Regions from separate parts of the Gadus morhua genome. Here region 2 is linked to region 1. The links are chromatin contacts, called in public Hi-C maps. All regions are on one chromosome and are shown on one strand. The core of a region is the stretch at or near the end of the contact, and the rest is flanking DNA. Distances in the headings are between cores, read along the strand shown. Region 1 holds the start of LOC115558760 (E3 SUMO-protein ligase PIAS1). Region 2 holds the start of slc38a9 (solute carrier family 38 member 9).

Region 1 (3,380 bases), core at 307-2,806:
GACTAATAGGTATTGATCACACGTTCGCTCTGATGGCTCCTTTTCCCCAGACACTTGTGAGACAGATATTCACATAATGACAGTGAAGTGATACATTCCCATTTATATTTCTCGCTGGAAATAAACCACCTTTTTGGCATTAGGATGGAGAATTTGTTTGACATTGGGTTCGTACGAAAATGTTTTTTTTATTTATTTTTTATTTTAACATCAGAGAAAAGGGAGCATTGGAACTTCTTTCCAAGGAATCAACCTTCTAATACTCAAGCTGCAATGGCGTGTATGTGCCTATGCTGTCCTCGCACGTTCTTTTAGGGAAATACTTTCAGGCCTTTCTAAAGGAGAATAAACGTGAGCTTAAACTTCCGTTTAATTGACATCGGCTACAAACACAATTTGCACAAGCCAAACGAATCAATGTCTGCTACCAAAAAGATGACCGATCTTTGTATTAACATGTTTGTGATGCATTATTTTTGCATGTTTTTAAAATGATACAGCGTTTTGCTTCCTATGCTTTGTTAACAGATAATAAACATACAGGCATGTTTTTGCTGTTGTTCTTCCGCTATGGTTTGTGTCTTGATTCTGCACTTGATCGTTACAGCTGCAGCTGACTTTTAATTCAACATTAAGGCACCTGTTGTAGTTCTCTCTGCTATAGACTCTGGATGTATGCGTTAAAATCGGGATTTAGATGAACGTGGTTATCTCGTGCAAAAAATAAATAAATAACATGCTGCATTGATAATCGATTTGTGAAAACACTCCAGATAATTGATAATTGTAACAAGCATTGGGATTTTTGCAATTTACTCAGCATACTGAGTGAGAAGTCAACAAGGATATTGATAGTTGGAAAGAATGGTTTAAATCAGTTCATATATCAAACGTCAAGCTGTTCTATCTTCATTGTAATTAAGAATTGCATGGAACATATTCCTAATTGTGAAAACAATCTGGATGACTTGATCATTAATCGTTGTTGGTAATTGATTGGTTTTTTTTTATCCATTCACTGTTCCTTTATTAATTTATTCATACATAAATTGCCATTTTCTTTATTTTGTAGCCTATTTAATTTCCCTCCCTCCCTGCGTTTCAGGCGCGCAAGGTGAGTTTGTTGTGATATGCTGCCATCTACTGGTTCTTGGCCTGAAATGCAATAACCTGAGCTCTGAGCCTCTAAAACAGTTTTTCTCAAGGTATTTGAACGAAAATATGTTAGGTAGTAAACTAATTTACCCTGATTAAATTCTTTATTATAATTTGAATTGTAAAATAGACAACTTATAGGCAAGAGTGACAATGAACAAGAGTGACAAGAGTGTCAACTGTTCAAAATAATGTAAGTAAAAAATGTATGACCTTGAACCACAAAAAAATATTTTAAAAAGGCTTTAGCCTCACAATACAATTCTTTAATAGGTCATGCACAATACAGATTGGCTGAAAAAACATTCCCTCTGTTGCCATTTGCGCGTCCGCGGCATGGCCACGGAGGGTTCTGCGCGTCCCAGTCATGTGACCAACTTCTATCACGCTTGCGCAAAGAAATACAAGATGGCGGAGAGTGCGGAACTGAAGGTAAGGCGCAGCTTGAAATCATTATAAATTTAATCGGTTGTCAGGCGTTTGCAGGCGAAGTCCTATTTGGACTCCACGACTAAAGCCTACGATAATTTGGATTTTGTTAAGTGTTTCATTTAAATTGTAAGAACATGGGAAACATTTTTGAATCTCCAGAAGCCAAAGCCCAGCCAGCATGTTTTTGTTGATATTGAGAGACAAGCTGGTTTGCCGTAACTGTGTTTACTGTCTGGACGCTACATGCTTTAAACGTTATAATGACTTCATCTTCTTCGTATGCGAAACAGACCTATTGCTTTCATTCATGGTTATGCCGGAAGCTTACTGTCCATTGAGTTATATTTAAGATTTCAGTCACAGAGATGAGATTTCGGTGAGCGCCGTCAGATGACAACTGGGTCGATGTCAGTTTTCATCTGATTACTGGCTGTTTTTGGCTTCAACAAAACCTCATATTCATTCATTAAGTGCCATACAATTGGAAGCTTCAGCAAAGTTTGTTGACAAAGTTTATTAACGGAGTAAATTATGATTCAAACTGTTAGCCGAATGGTGTAGGTTGGTATTTTAGGTATTTTATTTGCTATAAAATCAGACCTTTGTTTTTTTATCGTTGAGTATACATGCTTCATAAAAATAAACTTTGTTTAAACTGGGCATTGTTTTATCACTTTGCTTGACAAAATATAAACAACTAAGCAATGTTTGTAACGTTGTCACAATAGTGTTATTAGTTTAATATTGCAATCAAGAATTGTATGTGTTAAAGTGTTCAGATAAAGTCCTCTGCCAAGTGTTGTTAAAGTTTGTGCATTTAAATGAGTCAGGAGACAGGACAAGAGTCTCTTGGATGCATGTACATATATTACATAGTGCTACTTAACCCTAACCCTAACCCTAACCAGGAGATTCATCTATCCTACAGATTGGATTTGTTTCAGACAACACTATCATTAATCCATTACTTCCATTTTAGGCTACTTCATTTGACTAAATTTTAGCAAGGTTATTGCAGTAATTGAGCAGACATTTGTCTGCAAATACATTCCCAGTATTTATTGGGTCTATAGCAGAAACACGTTTCAAATGAATGAGGCGGAGTCGAGCTCAATGCATCTACTCTTTTTCTGAGCTATACCCTGATGTACATTTTTTGTTGCAGAAGGTTGTGTGCCCACCTTCTTGGTGTGTTGATCGTTCTTCTAGCCACCTGAAGAAAATGTCTCTTCTCATCTGGAGGTCAGAACCTCCTTATGCCTCATTCTATGCCAGAACAATTTAAGGGCAATAGCTTTACATCTGTTCTATGAACAAAGTAATCTTACAATTATTTAGATTTCTAGCTAGAGATGTCTACCAATATTTGTGAGACAACAATGACATACTCTCTCAAGGCAATGTCTTCCTAGTGCGGTAGGTGTTCAACAATCAGAAAGCAAACATGTCTTAAAGTGATTGTGCATGTGTATTCATAGTATTACTGCTGTATTGCCCCAACAAAGTGACCATGGTGGGTCCATCCCCGGGACTCAGAGTATGTCAGAAGTGCTCCCTCTCTCACCTGCACAGCTGCTGCTCCAGCAACAACCTGGCAGTACAAATAAATGTCTGTGTGCCGGTGGCTTATAGGTGGAGACAGTCTATTTGTAGAGCCTGCGGCTAGGTTAATCCCTAATGATACAGGGCCGTCGCTGTGCTCCCCTACATCCTCTCTCAGCACCTGCCTATTTCTTTCTTCGTCAAAGTCGTTACCAGCAGTGGGCCGGCGATGAGTTCTGAAAGTTCCTGAC
Region 2 (3,392 bases), core at 417-2,916, 170 kb before region 1:
ATACAGGAACAGGAAACGTGTGTGTACATCCATGCTGGCCAACACTCTAGCGATCAACCTCACCATCCAGCCCCAAAACCACACAGTCGACGGCCTGGTGGAGCATTACAACATCGCTCTCGCCCTCAGCCTGGGCTCCATTGCCCCATTAATCACAAGATCTGTCTTTTTTGCCCGCCCCACTCCCTGGTTTACCCCAGAGCTTCCGAGGTTGAAGTCCATTGGGTGCCGGCTCGAGAGGCTATACAAAAGACCTGGCCTCACTGTCCTTCGCAAAGCCTACAGAGACCACGTCAAGGATTACAAAGAGGCTCTCTCCTTGACAAAAACACTCTATTACTCCAAACACTCTAACACTACTCAAAAACATCCCAAACAATATTTCTCTACCATCACCCTCCTTCTCAACCTTCCTGATGCCCCACAACCCTCTGATGCTGCTGACCTCTGCTCCAGGTTCCTGGATTTCTTCAATTTGCTGATGGATGGAAACCCTCCATCAGCAGCTCCGGATGACCCTGCCCGCCGGCTACATAAAATCTGCAGGATACAAACCACCCATATGCCTGCCCTCCACAGTGCTGCTTCTCTACCTTTTCCCTGCTGGAGTCTTTGACCTCATGACCAAAGCCAGGACTACATCCAGCAGTCTGGACCTACTGCCAACGACCCTATTGAAGGCCTGTCTCCCCACCCTCTGCCCTGGGGTGTTAACCATCATCAACTAAGCTCTGGCGTTTTACCCTCGAACTTCATTACGCGACGGCCAGTACCTCTAGCGTCTCTCGCGTGGAACTACAGTTTTCCTAAGTTGGATTACAACAAGCGCTCCCTCAATCGATGCGTTCTTGTCGTACTTAGGTCGGACTTGGTCAACGGGAATATTTTAGGCCAGTTGAATCCCAAATCACATGTGAAAAAAAGAGGCTCAACTTATGCTGATGTTGAAATTAACTGCCCCCAGTAATCTTTCTTAAATGTGAAGTCATCATTTTATTTTCTTACGGTGTATTTTGTGTGTTTAATAATCAGCAATTAATTTATTAATTTATATTCAAATAATATTTTTCTGGAATTCGTATCCATTATTATCTATTGTATTTTATTTTCTTCTGCTTTACCGCGTCTCTCATGCGTCTTCACGTAGAGTCGGTAAACTTCGTCGGAGAGCCCTTCCAACCAATCAGAGGTGGGAATCCAAAAAAATTAAAGCAGACCGCACCCTGATAGGTCGTTTCTGCAGGATGCTGCTACGGATCAATAGTAATCAAGTGATGCACATGTGTAATTGTTGTTACCAGAGTAGAAGCTGTTGCATGGATGAGTTATTCTTTAAAACCTCTGACATCAACCGGCTGGTCCCCAGGGATACATATGCCTATACAAAGTTATCTTTCAAATGGAAAAAGTATGAACACATCCAGAGTGTAGTAGGCTACATACTAAAATGTCGACACAAAAGCCTTGAAAATGCGCTTTGAATAAATTCATCTAAATGATATGGATAATAATTGTACCGGTTATCTGACCTTTAGTCTGTTAAATGCATGGACATATTATAGAATATAGGTTAGGTTAAATGGCGTAGGAAGTAGTACCGAAGTGAGGAACGTCACATCTATGCGTCACGTAAGCTGCCTTGCACAGAACCGGGCGGAAGTACCTGTACATGGAGGCTATTGGTCGGTCAGTCACCAACGTCTGACAGACAACATTCACGAACAAATCAAGGGGAGAATCTGTTATGCCGCCTATTTATTTTGCACCGCCCAGTTCTTTGGTACCGCCAACCCCTAGGTCCACACGTTACAGTGTCGCAAGGACTGGGCTCACTGCTGTGTCAACAAAAACAGTCACGTGAATGAGACAGCGGAAATCAATTGTGGTGAGACTTCGCTGAGCGTTGCATCTATAGAAAACGTTGTTTACCATACTATCAAGTCTATGGAAATATTGTTAGGGTTACGTTAGGTATCTGTTAGTTTGAAACGTGACACTGAAAGGTAAGTAACCTAAACAACACCACGATTTAGTATTACCTATCGAATTGATCGGATATCAATTCATAATAACTTTTAACGTCAAACTCTAATCTTTCATAAATACGTCTGATTTTAGACCAGCCTTTATCTACACCTCAAATTTGTATATAGATTTGCATCCGAGTCTAAAAAGTTGGCGAATAGCCTATCCTTGTGTCGTCTATAACGCATAACATTGTATTTTGTTTTTCACTGCTTGTAACACTACAACGCTTGATGCATACTTCAAACGTTTGCAATCAAAAATAACACTGCCTGCACATAATAAAGAGGACAACAGGCTGCACTTCTACAAGTAGAACATATCCAGGGGAGGGGACTATATATTTTACTTGAAAGGCCAACAGTACTCAATATTGTTAAACTATGGTAAATACATTTAATGAAAAGAATGGCTGACGAGTAGGCCTATGTATTGCACACGAAATTGTAAACGCACATATTTGAATAGCTAAAACCGTTGGCTAAACCATGGAGCAATACTTAAAAAATATTACCGATTGGCTTAAATTAGTATTAGCCGGAATGCTAAAACACCTGTCCTGATAGTTACAATCAGGAAGTTTCGGCTGCTTATTTCCTTAAAGGATACATTTTCGACGTAACCAAAGTATTCAAGCATCCACAGATTGACTAGTGTAAACATCTTTATTTAGTGCCTTGGTTCAGGATATCGGTTTTGCAATGCCACTTTGAACCACATTCGGCACCTGCAAGGTGTTAATTTCTGACCCTGTGGACAAATTTGCATTGTCGATTATTCGCTATACCACCAACCTTTATTCGACCTTCAGAAAGGGGAATTTTGCACATCCCTGGAACTAGAAAACCCTGAACTTCAGTTTTCGAAGGCAATCCTGGCCCAGCTAGACGCGCTGCAGGAAAAGCCACACAACTATAAATTGCGTTGGAAACCAGGGTCCAAGGTTTGGGAAGCTTGCCATCAAGCTGCATTATTCAAGTTGCTGTATAACCAGCAACAACACATCTCATAAAGAAGGAAATTTGCTCATGTATGTTCCTGTAGCGGCAGCTACTGCCTCTAAATAGGAACACAGCTATACACAGAGTGTGAACTTATAAAACACAATGACTCCGGTAGCATTATCATGAATTACACGCAACACAAATTATTCAAAAGATAAAGCTAACATGTTTCATGTGTGAACTGACCTTTTAAGCCTCCAAATATATTTTCTTTACTGTTTCATTTGCTTAGACCTATACGATCAAAGCCTCATTTGGGTAATGATTTCAAGACACTAACCAAGCATCATGGACGAGGACTGGAAACCACTTGTAAGCTCAGATCAAAATTCTGAGAGCTCAGACCGGAGGGACTCCACCGAC

The links. Hi-C and Micro-C count contacts between places; a contact is called where the count stands out from the background.
Region 2: a Hi-C map of heart shows a contact between it and region 1, with 2.3 times the contacts expected there. The contact joins the promoter of slc38a9 here to the promoter of LOC115558760 in region 1. A contact is called at or near these places in 3 of 6 Hi-C or Micro-C datasets (blood, gill and heart).

Annotation. Positions count from the first base shown.
Region 1 is chr14:18,560,553-18,563,932 of gadMor3.0, reverse strand. It overlaps LOC115558760 (E3 SUMO-protein ligase PIAS1), which reads left to right and starts at 1,556. Exons shown (of 13, transcript XM_030377184.1): 1 at 1,556-1,587. The coding sequence starts at 1,564.
Region 2 is chr14:18,733,166-18,736,557 of gadMor3.0, reverse strand. It overlaps slc38a9 (solute carrier family 38 member 9), which reads left to right and starts at 1,666. Exons shown (of 15, transcript XM_030376996.1): 1 at 1,666-1,885; 2 at 3,262-3,392. The coding sequence starts at 3,318.